3 separate regions of the Zea mays genome follow, and all the other regions are linked to region 1. Evidence: chromatin contacts called from public Hi-C data. All regions are on one chromosome and are shown on one strand. The core of a region is the stretch at or near the end of the contact, and the rest is flanking DNA. Distances in the headings are between cores, read along the strand shown.

Evidence for each region. A called contact is a pair of places that touch in the nucleus more often than the background predicts.
Region 2: a contact with region 1 is called in a Hi-C map of leaf, with 3 times the contacts expected there. The contact joins the promoter of LOC103644136 here to the promoter of LOC100283272 in region 1. A contact is called at or near these places in 13 of 25 Hi-C or Micro-C datasets (bundle sheath, ear, leaf and 5 more) and 1 of 3 datasets of contacts at active chromatin or transcription factors (seedling).
Region 3: a Hi-C map of bundle sheath shows a contact between it and region 1, with 3 times the contacts expected there. The contact joins the promoter of LOC100275982 here to the promoter of LOC100283272 in region 1. A contact is called at or near these places in 7 of 25 Hi-C or Micro-C datasets (bundle sheath, ear, endosperm and 3 more).

Annotation. Positions count from the first base shown.
Region 1 is chr1:292,316,799-292,321,290 of Zm-B73-REFERENCE-NAM-5.0, reverse strand. It overlaps LOC100283272, which reads right to left and starts at 1,792. Exons shown (of 5, transcript NM_001369528.1): 1 at 1,635-1,792; 2 at 1-115. The coding sequence starts at 1,644.
Region 2 is chr1:292,008,371-292,013,119 of Zm-B73-REFERENCE-NAM-5.0, reverse strand. It overlaps LOC103644136, which reads left to right and starts at 2,475. Exons shown (of 7, transcript NM_001346920.1): 1 at 2,475-2,639; 2 at 3,825-4,071. The coding sequence starts at 2,545. It overlaps LOC100273403 (Putative ALA-interacting subunit 2), which reads right to left and starts at 2,212. Exons shown (of 8, transcript NM_001147840.1): 1 at 2,086-2,212; 2 at 832-893; 3 at 667-741; 4 at 460-576. The coding sequence starts at 2,155.
Region 3 is chr1:291,936,581-291,940,932 of Zm-B73-REFERENCE-NAM-5.0, reverse strand. LOC100275982 reads left to right here and starts at 2,041. Exons shown (of 4, transcript NM_001149886.2): 1 at 2,041-2,375; 2 at 3,949-4,121; 3 at 4,289-4,352. The coding sequence starts at 2,181. LOC111590763 (small nucleolar RNA U31b) reads left to right here and starts at 1,219; the gene lies at 1,219-1,307. LOC111590764 (small nucleolar RNA U31b) reads left to right here and starts at 1,024; the gene lies at 1,024-1,110.

The sequences.
Region 1 (4,492 bases), core at 543-3,042:
GCTGTCCCAGAAGCTTCAACAACATCACTGGTGCTACCACCAGAGGGCGGCTTAAAAGGCACTGGGCCAGATGAATTTCCTGCACGTTCCCATGGTTTTGGAGGTGGATTGCCAGCTGCCAATCACATCCATGGACAATTTTTCAGTAAGCCTCCAACCATAAACAAAGAATGAACTACTCACACATTATATAGAAACATGAAGTGGTATCCATAAGACGATATGGTACTCCCTCAGTCGACAAAAAATCCAATTCTAGCACACTACCAAGTTAAAGTGTCTTGCGTTTGATTAACTATAAACAATACAAATATTTATAATATAAAATAAGCACCACTAGATTTTTATGAGATACATCTTCGTACTATGAAGGATAGATATGGTGCAGTGGTGTGCCTTTCCACTGGGCCAAAGGCCTTGGGTTCGACGCTCTGCAAAATGCAAGGGTAAGACTTGCCTCATTTATTCCTTCCCCAGACCCCATTCATATGGGAGGCTCCAACATTGGGTTTGTCCATATACTTTCATACTATACTTATTTGGTGTCATAAATATTAATATTTTTACCTATATATTTGGTCAGAAGTAGTAAACAATACAGAATGGGGGTCAAATAAAGTTCCTCCTTAAGAAGAAAACAAAACTACAGTGAGGAATGTGCTAAAAAATACAAGCACTAGTTCAAGCCCTGATGGCCTCAAGCCTGATCATTAATTGAATTCGCAACATGTGCGTAACCAAAGCCCATGAACATGGTGAGACTTCAATATTTTGGTTCCTCAATATGTAGGCAATGTACATCACAGATGCCACATCCATCGCTAATACATGTAAGGACAGGTACACAAAATACCAGAATGCTTATATTAGTGCTTGCAAAGCACATATTGATGACTTTTGACAATACAACACACACATTAGTCTTGTCACCCTAGGTTTTACATTACATCTACACCAGTACTAGACATCTAGTACCAAATGATTCAGATGGACTTACCTACATCTAGCGAATGGAGTATATAAAGAATGAGAAATCCTGGCATAAAAGCAAGCACAAGGCTAAAGCTCATAACCATATCCCGTTTCTCCGTGAAATACAGGATCCCAACAAGCGCATCAGTGTTTAAAACCACAGAAGTCCACGAGTCACGGCTTAGGTAAAAGGCATCGTGGAAGGCAGCAAGTTCATCCTAAGCTAAACAATCCGTCAAGGCTGACACCTCGTCTTTACGCGTGCCCTTATCTTAATCGCATCGATTTTCCTTCGACGGCCGGCTGGAGTAGCATATCTAGCAATAGGCCCGGCGAGACTCTCGGCGCGAAACCAAGAAGAGCCCTTCCTATAAACATTCACAGGAGCAATAGTATCCCCAAGCACCGCTACCCAGCCCCAGCCCCAGCGGCACCGAAGCCTAACCGACCGGACACGCCCACCGCCGCGGAGCTTCCCAACCCAATCCGACCACCGATCGGGCCGAAATTGGGCACGAATTCGACGGATTCCTCACCCTCGTCCCGGCGACCAGACGATCCACCAACCGGCCGGATCGAGTCGGCGACGCGCGCAGCCGATCAATCAGACACGCGTAAGCACGGCAGGAGAGGGGGCTCCGACATGGAGGGCGTCGACGAACCTGCTACCATGGCGTGCGCCGCGTCGGCCGTTGGTTCGGCTCGATCAGGCGGCCGCTTCTCGGCCCACTCCACCTGGATTGCTCCGCCCAAGGCCGCGGTCGACCAAAAGCGGACAAGACAGAGAGGGGGGAGGTGAAGCGTCCAGGGCCAGCCGAGCCGAACGAGCCGCCCACGCAGCTTCGCCCGCGTGCCGCTGTCGCCTCGGCGCCCAAGGGAGTTTCGGGTAGCCGAGTCGAACGCGGAGAAGTCAACATGACTGGACTGGGTCGTTTCACGCTGGCCTGGCCTGGCCTGGCTTTTTTTTGGGCGTTTGGTAGCGTTGGGATTTTTTAGGTGCGCCGGGAATTCGGCCCAAGGTCAGAGCGTTCGGCCCCAAAATCTCATTCAGTGATAATTCGAGATCAGAGCCCAACAGATGAAAAGTTTCGCAAACCACTATTCTGTTTTTTAGCAAAGCAAAAAAAAAAAAAAAAAACTGTGCAGTGATAAGCGAATGCCCCGAAGATGTACGAGATAATTGATTTTTTGCCACTCACGTCTTTTTGTTATAATTACCACTGTGTCTATAAATTGTGGGTCCAGCTGAGTCTATAAAATGTGGGTCTGATGACAATTTTACAAACCTATTTTTTGCTGATAGCAAATATCAGAATCTCTCAAGATGTACAAAATAAAAGATCTACTTTTACTCTCTTTATTAGCAGCGGTCCTTATTTCCCCGGGGATTTTCTTGGACCATTCGGTTGCGTCTTGATCAAATGGAATTAAAAAAGATTAAATCCGCTTACATTCAATTTTAATTAGGGAGGAATTCAACCCCTTCGTTCCAAACATAACCGAACAATCCCTGGCCCCGTTTGTTTCCTTTCATTTCGAGGAATTGGAATCTTACTAATGGAATAGGCTAATTTTTTAGAATATGACATTCCACCACTTTCCAAAGTTATCATATAAGCCTATCTCAAATTCATGGGGTGAGAGATGGAAATTGATTCTATAGATTTACATGCTAATTTTCCGATGTATAACTTATAGCACACTCTTCTACCTGCACCTCTATAACATAAATATACTATATAACTAACTCTCTCATATGATTTAGGATAATATACAAATATATTATATATATAAATATATAAACTTAATTAGTTTTGTCTAAATTATAATTATTAAAATTGAATTCAATTCCAACGAAACAAACGGGCCCTTAGTACTGGTTTGGTGACCATGGAATTAATTCACTTCAATTCCTTTCGTTCACTTTTGAATAGCAAGGTAATTCTTTCTCATAGACCCCCTCTAATTATCTAGTGACCAAATTAGCCCTTAGGGTTAGTTTGAAATTTTATATCCCCTCTGATATTGTCAAGGATTGAGTGGAAAATTAGCTCATTTTTTCTCTCAATCTTCGAGAATCTCGAAGAGATTTAATTTTCCAAACTAGCACTTATTGTATCAAAGTTTAACAAGAGAATCCCTTCAATACCATCTAAACTTATACCAATTCCTTCAATGTCATAAGAATTTATAGCTTCTCTTCAATGCCATCAAATTTAAATTTTAATCCCTTGAATTCCATCGTCGTTACTTTGAAGCTAACGTCGTTAGTTCCATTTAAAGCAAATCCCTCTAATTCCATCAAAATCTATAACGACTCTTTAATGCCACTAGAAATTGGTTCGATCTATTTGAATAGAAAAAATATGGAAATAAAGGGATCTTCTCGCTGAAAATATGGAATTGAAAGGATTTTCTCGCGGAAAGTTGCATAGCGTACAAATGTCATATTTGTACTAAACAGAGCTTGGCCAATGGCCAACGGACCAGTGGTGGGCCCAGGATTTATAGGTATTTAAAATTACGAAGGGCTCCCAATGTTATTATGCGTAAATATATACAACATCGCCGAGATAGATATAATTGAGGTTTCCCGCAAGTTTTATTAAACTAAAATCGTCCACTTTTAAATACTTAGGATCATCGACGTGCTCATATTGCATTGGATGAAAAAACACATAAACTGATATATCAAGGTTACATGGTATGGGATAAACTTTAATTCTTACTCAGTTAGGGATAGTTTGGGAACTTCATTTGGATTTCTATTTTCCTTAGAAATTAGTTTATTTTACCTTAAGAAAACAGAAATCTCTTAGTAAAATTGAGTTCCCAAAATAGCTCTTAAGAAAGAAAAAAACAGTGAAAAACTTTCGCTCTGAACGAGGCAAAAAAATTGTTCAGCGTAAATAAATAAAACCTTTCAAAATTAAACCAATTAACAAAGTAACTCACGAGGCACGTGAGCAATGTGCATGCTTCTCAGAAAAGATTCTGGTCACTATCTAGCCATCGTCGTCTACGTTAAGTGCTGCTCCAGTGACCTGATCGCTTCTCATTGGAAGAAGAAAAGAGAAGAAAAGAACGGATGCTCACGGAGCTGATACGATCGTTTATCCTGATGCGGATAAACCCGGTGAGTAGGAAAAGGTGCGAGATTCCATTTCCTTCTCATTGGCCTAGGAAAAGACCCGGATTAATAAATTGACGCAAAAAGCAATAAATACTGGCAGCGGTATACAATGTTCTAGTGATATGGGGAAGAGGATACTGTCAAGACTTATTTAACAATTTTAATATAAGAAAGTACCATAGAGCACAGCTAATGGAATCATCGTTCCTAATTAGACATGGGTCTGGCCCTCTCATGAAGGGCAAGGGTTCTAGACAACGGCCGATCCAAAAAAATTGAGGCATTGATGGCATATTATGACAATTTTGCCAGAATCATAGGATAATCTCTTGCACAAATAATGTTTGCAAGGTAATTTATTCAAACTCATTGCTGTCAGATTCAGAT
Region 2 (4,749 bases), core at 1,226-3,725, 310 kb after region 1:
GGGGCTCGGCGCGCGGCGGGCGGCGGCTGGAGACCGGCGGCCGTCGCAGGGGAGATGAGGGAGGGGCGCGGACGTCGGCTGGGGGCCGGCGGCCGACGCAGGGGAGAGGAGGGAGAGGCGCGGACGACGCAGGGGAGAGGAGGGAGAGGACTGGGGGCCGGCGGCCGTCGCAGGGGAGAGGAGGCCGGCGGCTGCAGGGGAGAGGAGGCCCCTGGCGGCTGCGTAGGGGAGAGGATGCCCCTGGCGGCGGCTGTAGGACAGGGAAACAGGAAACCTAAACCTAGGCTGATGATACCATGTTGGAAACTGAACTCATGCCCCTAACCAGGGATGGGGAATAGTATTAATAGGCTTAGTAGCTGGGCCAGGCCCATTACAGTGAGGGGTAAAACGGTAATTACATGGGGAACACCCCAAACCCTAGACGGGTAGTCTAACAACAATCACATAACGATCTACCTTCGCTTCCAGAGTACAGTTCTTAGAAATCGAGCTGTCCTTAATATAAGCTTGCCTATTTCCTCTGTAAGCATCAGGCACACAGTCAACATCATAGCGGTAGATGATTTCTGCAATCTGAACCGGAATAATGAGCACATCAGTTATACCTTGCGGTATAAAGATTAAAGGAAACATCAGTATCTACCAGAGGGAGCAGAACAATACATGATTTGAAGTTTGGAGACAAAGAAGCCCGAAAGGTATGAAAATTATTCCGATAATCAAGAACATTGCTATTATCTGAAAACAGTGAAGTAAAATATCATCATTTGAACTGCATATGAAACAGTCTATATGCCAAACCTGTCGATAGGATCAGAGCAAACTTACACATCCAGGTGTCATTGCTGGCTTCCAAGCTGGGAGGTTCTGCTGGGTGAACCTATAGAAAACTGCAAAACTAACAAACTTTTCAAAAATGGAAAAAAAGAATTGTCAACTCTATGGAGTACTAAACTAGAACAGTACTGCAACGCACAACAATGATAGGAAAATACAGATAATCTGAATTCTCAAAGTTTGTAAAAGAAATCCACCAAATAATCTTCTTATGTCCAGATTCAGTAGTTGCCAATAAAGGAAACACAAGTTAATACAACAAAATCTGCCTGTGGTTGCATCAGTATTGTGTTTCACATGATTCTAAAAAATGATGATACAGATCGCGAGTCCAGATGGTGACTAAGGGTGTGTTTAGTTTCTATGGACTAATTTTTAGTCCCTCCATTTTATTTCATTTTAGTCCCTAAATTACCAAATACGGAAACTTAAATTTATGGACTAATTTTTAGTCCCACCATTTTATTCCATTTTAGTCCCTAAATTGCCAAACACGGAAACTAAACGTATTTGACAATTTAGGGACTAAAATGAAATAAAATGGAGGGACTAAAAATTAGTCCCTATAAAACAAACACCCCCTAACTTTATGCCCACCATGATTATTAGCTAAAAGTTCATTTATTGTTAGGTCCCGTTTGGTTACTTTAGTCCAGTGACTAAAATTTAGTTAGGAGACTTCTACGGACTAAAATTATTTAAAACACATTAAATGAATCATAAGAGGACTAAAATACCACTTAGCATTCTTCCGCAATTAGTACAACTGATAAAACAAGGGCAAAAACTGGAATTTATATGGTTTAGTCCTTTTTGGTCACCCCTTGAGGGACTAGAGACTAAAACAGTTTAATCACTATTTTAGTCCCAGCGTTTGCCAATTTAGGGACTAAATGGGACTGAAATGGAGCATTAGTCCCTTATACCAAACGGGGCCTTATAAAGACTCACCAAATGTAACCTTACATTAGCATAGCATGCACACACCTCAAATGCTGTTCAGATAAATGGATTGTAATTGTAAGCAAGCAACCTCCGTAACATGTAAGACCAAATCAACAATGCGAACTGCAATTTTACGCTCGAATTAAGCGTTTATGCAATCCCACGATCGCGCGAGCTACTAACCCTAGCATCTGAGGGCTGAGGCTACTATCTCCCGCAGACCACACCGCTCCTGAGCGTGGAAACCTAGACGCGACGCGACCGAATCGAAGCCAGCCCAGCCATCAGATCGTGACTCACCTCCCGATCTCGCAGGCACGAAGCCGCGCCTCGTCGCGGCGCCGGACGCGGAGGTGCTCGCTTCGTCCATCTTCTCCCGCCACGAGCTCGGTCGCCGCACAGGCCCTCGTCAGCGGCTCGCCGGAGCCCGTGCTCCGCAGTCCGACCCGCCGGGGGATCCGACCGCAGAAGAAGAGTGGAGAGTCCACTTGCTGCTCGATGAAAAGGAGCCCATGGGCCCACTAAATCTTGAGGGCCTATCTAATTCACGTGGGCCTTATGGGCCCAACTCCCGGGGGCGCTCGAATTGACGGCGTGAGATGGATACTAACGGTGACTAACGGTCGATGTAACGGCCGCATCAATGCGCCGCCCGGCGCGTCGCGATCGGGGGAATCTTTTCCCCATTTCGTTTCGCCCAGGAGCGACAGGCGCGGGCGCCACGGAGTGTGTGTGAGAGAGAGATAGAGAGAGAGGGAGATGCGAGAGGAGGTGAGGAGCTCGTCGGGGGCGGTGGCAGAAACGCCGATGGCCGTCGCCCGGTCCTCGTCGCCGCCGCACACCCCGGTAGCCAGGTACGGTGGCGGTCGCGCCTCGGGACCTCTCTACTTTTGGTTGTAGATTCTCAGCTGTAGGCGCTGTTGCTTGGTTAGGGAATCGGGGTCTCAGTGCTCGGATTGGTGGCGAGGGTGTTGGTTCTGCGTAAGAAAGGTAGATTTTACTTCGTCCAAAAGACCTATTGTAGGATTCGAGGTAGGATTTGCCGAGGCGGTGGCTCAAATTCGATTATGGAATTTTGATTGGACTCTAGGACACTCCTTTGTAGGGGAAAGCATGAGATATTTGATGGCCAACATCAGTTATACGTCCATGGTCGGCGAAAATCAAGTGTAGCTGGCTGAGCTTTACTTCTCCTTTTGGCTGCAAAACGCCAGGATTTGAGTTGCTAGATTGGTTCCTGCTGCTGTATAGTGTTACAGATTAATGAACGGTAACAATGAATGACATAATTCTGCGATTAGAGCTTACACGTGTTTGCCACCAAATATTATGATTAGGGGGACATGCTACATTTGTGCTGACTTCATGCTATTATATTCTAATGCTGGTTTGGTCACAGTGCAGCAATTGAGATTTGAGAAGGATTGCAGTTTGCAAAAATCAGTGGAGAATGTGGCACATTTGATGGTGTGGAGACTGGTAGCATAGGATTGACTATTGAGCCACTGGAGCTCATGGTAGCCTTGTTAACTATAGATCTAGGTAGCTTATTCTCAATTCATTTTTTGATGTTAGATCTGAACATGGTGCTATAGTTTCTATGCTTGAATGCTAAAACCTGAAAACAGTTATTTTATTTGGATGACAAGCTAACTTGTCACGGCTGGTACCATGCCAACGGCGCGAACAAATCTACAGCTGGCGTATACATATTTGGTGTTGGTATGTCATATGTATGCATGGGCACACAAGGTAGAGTTAGCCTCTGTCTTATAAGCCACTGCCATGCAAAGGTAGAACCCAGACAACGAACTAGAAAGGAATCAAATCGGAGAGGAACCTTTTCTCGTCCATTTCCCCAAGTTATCTCTGCTTGTGATCTTGCTCACGTCCCGGCACCTTTCCGCGGCTGCGGGTAGTTACATAACGTCAATGCGAACCTTTTCTGTACGGAATTCATAAAGCAAGAAATAATCCTTTCTACAGATTTTTGTCATTCTTTTTTAAAAGCTTGCACTGAAGCCCCTTTTTCTTTTCAGTTCCGTCGGTGCCTCGTCACCTGCTATGCAAACTAATGTTGCAAGCATAGATTGGTTGGGTGGCAAACAAGCTTCCAGAGTTGACTCGTCGTCGCAAGTTGCTGCACATGCTTATCACCCTTCCCATAGTTTTGATGCAGCTGGCACTGCTATGGATTCTGCACCATCATGCAGACCATGGGAACGTGGAGACTTACTTCGTCGACTGGCAACATTTAAGCCTTCAACTTGGGCTTCTAAACCGAAGGTATCTTCCCTAGTTGGGACTACTATAGGGTCTACGCCTCTACGGTGTGTCATTTCACATGCTTTAGGTTTTCTCTTGTGGTGTGTTGCATGTACCATATATTGCTCCTTTGGGCTTTAGTATACAACTAAAGAGGATTCATCTCTCCCCACCCAAGTCCCTGAACTCCATAATGATACAATAAAGTTGGCTGAACATTTCTTTTGTCACCATTTGTTGGTGGCAGTAATACAAAACATGCCATAGGTCTGAAAATGTGACCATGGAATCATGACCAAAATCATTATGCACATATAGACCTCTCCACTTTCATATCAGCTATAACATAAAATTCTTGCTTTGATATATTGGAATTCGAAAGAAGTTACTCTTTCAACGTTTTGCTCATTGCAAGTGGCATTTAAATAATGATGTTTACTTTGCTTGAAACTGCATGTTGCTTTCAGCAGCTGAGTATCAAATTGCATAATTTATAGTCTTGCTACCACATCTTGGTGGTGAGTACTCAGTAGAAGTGTAGAACACCAATATGGTCTGATTGCTGTCCTAGTTGCACTATCCAATTTGGTAACCTTGTCTTTCTTTAAAATGAAGCCTGGTACTATGTTAATCTGGCCAGGCATTTGCTGGATGCTTGCTTGACCTTTATAGGGATCCTTCAGCTTCTGAATTTCTTAA
Region 3 (4,352 bases), core at 792-3,291, 380 kb after region 1:
AAGAGAAGAAAGGGAAGAAGGAAAGAAAGAAGAACTACAGGAAGGCGAAGGGCGAGGCGAACATTGGAAAGGAAAGGGACTCTGACTGTTATTCATCCGACTCCGATGATGAAGGACTTGCTGCATCTGCCTTCGACAAGTCTTCCCTCTTCCCTAACGAACGACACACATGCCTCATGGCTAAGGAGAAGAAGGTACATACACGAGATATACCTAATTACACTTCTTCTAACCATCGCCAGGCGCACTTAATGCGACCAGTCACTTACGATGGGTCGGTCTCGAACAGGCACGTGATCCACTCGAGTGGTTTCTTTTGGCGCGCCCACCCCTGTCAGGTTCTGTTATATTCGACTCCAGGCTCAGTGCCACGTGGTTCGTCTGAGGGTGGGTGGCTCTCGGGTAGTCGTTACCTATCTCCTCCAGCTAACCAGCGGGCCTCTGTTGCCAAAGACCTTTCCTCAGTGTGCTTGCTGACTGATAGGCTCCTTGGGGCTAGAGATTCTTACCCCGACACATACCTACCTAATCAAAACACATATTTTTATATTTTATTAGAACAAATCTATCTATGTAATATACAGAAAGAAACAATGAACGGGCAACTGTCAAAAGATTAAGAGTTGAGATAACGTATCGTTGAAGAATATTTTTTAGAAAGAACTCGAAATGGTTTAGTTCTAGGCCCAGAATAGGACCTAGACGCTTGTCTCTCACGCATTCGAGAAAAGGCCCACAATCACCCCGAGGCCCACTAGAAACCCTAATTGACCTGCTGCGTGCCTTCGTTCAATATAAAATATACAGCCGCTGCGCGCCGCCGCTCGCAGTCTGAAGACACCTCACCGGCGGTAGCTGAATATAAATACACAACGCGTGTAGCCGAATTCTTCTACGGTCGTCTAGCATTCTTGACTCCCATGATTTCTCGCTGCTCGGTGCGTTTTTTGGTCGAAACAGTGTTGTTTTCCCATCTTTTGATTTTGATTTCTTTTGAATTCATCAGTGTCGATGGTCGTGTCGGAGGATGATGATATGGTTTTTGTCGCCCCAGTCTTAGGATCCGGACTTCCGGACCTTTGCTGATTGACATGTTATCGTTTCTGACTCCACTGTTCATGAGTTCGCCTTCACCACTTCCTCCCATCCGTTGCAGTGTGTTACATTTGTGTTCTTTTTTTTTTCTCATCTTTGCTGCATGCCTGTATCCATTCTTCAGAGGATGATGATGCGCAATTGTCGCCCCAGTCTTAGGATCCGTTCACATGACGGTTCTTTGCTGATTGACATAACAGTGGATCTGACTCTTTACAGATTGTCATAATCTGACAGTTTCGGAGACTTAGCAGGTGTCTGTTTCTTGGGGCCATTTGCTATTTTATTTATCATACTCTCAGTTGTGGGCTTCACCACTATTTCGTTTCTTGATACTGTCAGGGATTCATCACTACATCAATGCTGAGCAGGCCGAAAGTATTACTACATTCCGAAATGACGGTGTATGCCCTTATAATGAGCAAAGCATTCTGTAATAATATTGACAAATCACATACTTCAAAAGTACTTAAAATTTATGGACATTTGCTTTACTGATGGAACTAAAAGTTTTAATGACCTCTAGTAGAGGTTGAGTGTTGTCAAAGCTTGTACGCTGTATTTTTAATTAACTTATCCCAAAGGGAAGTATTCCTTCCTCTTGTTTTTTCCTGAGCGGAAGCTCTGAAACGAAATGGCCCAACTTCCGCCTAGCGAAGCCCAGCACGGCATCGAACGGCAGCGGGCCTCATGTTTTTTTGTGGGCGCAAGCTCTGAAACGAAAATGGTGAACTGCTGCCCAGTGAAGCCCAGCACGACATCGAAAAACCACGGGCATCCTGTTCTTTTTGGGCGTGGGCTCTGAAACGAAATGGCCCAACTTCCGCCCAGCGAGCTAAACCCACAACGCATCGAACAACGACGGCCAGCTTCCCAAGGCAAGGACCATACGTGCCACCTGCCTACCTCATCAAAAATGACGAAAAAAAATGAACGCGTTGAAACACCGAAAGGCAAGCCGGCAGCACCAAACTTTTCTCCTAAAAATCCTCCAAAAAAACAAAAAAGGGGAGGGAAAAAATTCTCGTCTTCTTCCCCGTGCTTGCCAGCACCCGAGGTCGGCGAGCTCTCCGAAAGCGGCGGCGATGGGTTCCAGCCAGGCCGATAAGCCACTGCGTCGTATAGCGGTGTCGTTCGAGGAGCTCGCCGCCGTCGCTAAGCAGCAGCCCGCGGTGCCCATGGACGCTGGGGCCTTCTCGCGCGCCTGCTCCAACGTCTCCGTCCTCTTCGGCTGCCTCGGCATCGCTTTCAAGTTCGCGGAGATGGACTACGTCGCCAAGGCACGCATCCTCCTACTCCCCGTCTCCTCGCACTGGCTCTGTACGACTGTCGCTGTTTGGCGTGGTTTCGTCCAGTGTTTAGATCCGTCTGCTGCTTATTTGTGCTTGGATGGATGTGATGATCCATCGAATTTAGAGTTGTCTGAGACCAGTATTTAAGGACTGGATGGTCTCACACTCTCACTGATATCAGAGCATCTACTTTCGAGACCTTGTTTGCTGTTATGGTGAGTTGGTGACGCTTGAGATAGTAGAATGTTATCTGCTGCACATATCTTAGCAGACACCTGATAATTCATTTGCAAACTTAGTGTGCAGCTGTCGTACTTTGGGCTCAAAACGATGGTGGTGATGATTAGCTTCAATTCTTTCTCGGTGCACGGATTTTGGCTTGTGATTAGTAACCAAAACTATGAGGTTAGGGAGAATTGACAACAAAGAGTTCAAATAAAGAGTTTTTGCATATGAATAAGATCATCTAATCTAAGGTTGTGTTCTGTACCAGTTTGTTTCAATGGATACTTACGGTGTTTAGGATGATAATATGATATACGGCTTTGTTGATTGCCACTAGAGAGTTCAGATAAACTAAACACCTCATGTGCAACTGTTCTACTCCGGTTTGGGTATGGTGCTGTGTTGGTCTCTCATCGTTGTCTGTTTAGTTATCTGTTATTAATCTGTTTTGTGTTGGTAGCAAACATCGCCACTTTTGAGTATGACTAAACATGCTCGTATGTGGTGTTTGATTGAGCTCAGATTAGTCTCTTATCAATTAGGTGCACAGAATCAGTGAATCTACTTCGGCCGCGTTCACTGTTATGTGCTTGTTTGTTTTGATGGATACTGGTTAGAGTTCTATCTGCTGCACATGCCAACCAGTATCACTCATATATGTTGTTTTATGAGCAGGCACTTGGATAATTCACTGCAAACTTAGTGCACAACTATTTTAGTTTGAGCTCTTGATGGCGAGTAATAGATTCAGTTTCTGCTAGGTGTTCTGCTTAGTTGTAATCAAATGTGATGATTTTGTCTAAGACTTGGAGGTTAGGAAAATTGACCTCGAAAATAATAATGTAGACTTTTCACATCTGAATCGGATCATATAATTCGGAGGCTATCTTCTGTGCCAATTTGTTTCAACGGATGCTCAAAGTGTTAGAATATGACCCACCGCACTTGCTTTCTAGTTTGCTACTAGAGAGTTGAAAGGTCTCGTCAGTTTTACTGGAGACCTGGACAGTTCATTACATAGCAGACTTCGTGTGCAACTGGTTTATTCTGAGTTGGGATGCTGTGCTGGTTTGATTTCTGACTTTGCTCTCATCTTTGCCTGGCTAGTTATCTGTTGTCAAAGTCTATCATGTGTCAGTAACAAGTACTTTCACTTTTAAGTTTGACTAGACACATGGATAAATTTAATACTACGGAAAAACACATTGCATAACAACTTGTAACAATTTTTTGATGACGGCGCTGAATTGCTTTCCTTGTTGCCAATATATCATTCTGACGTTTCTATGTTTTCTTTTTGTGTTCTTCCCTGAACACTTCATTGGATTATCTATAGGTTGATGATTTGGTGGAGGCGTCCAAGTCAATTTCAACATTGCCTTCTATGGTTGAGCGAGACATTCAGACCGACACTGTCAGGAAACCAGGGAGCCATACAAGGAATCTGCTTAGAGTGAAGCGCGGGATTGATATGGTTAAAGTCCTGTTTGAGCAAATTCTTGTCACAGAGTAAGCACGAGCTGCACACTAAATACCTCTTTACTTCTCTCAACCAGTAGCTGCTTATAAGTTGGCCTTGTGAACTGTTAAGCACTTTATTTCAAAACTATAGTATTTCAAAACTGCATTACCAAACAGGCCCTCAGTTAGTTTGATCAATCAACATTGTTTTTCAGAGGCAACTCACTAAGGGATGCAGCATCGGTGGCTTATGCTCAGGTCTTTGCTCCTCACCATGGA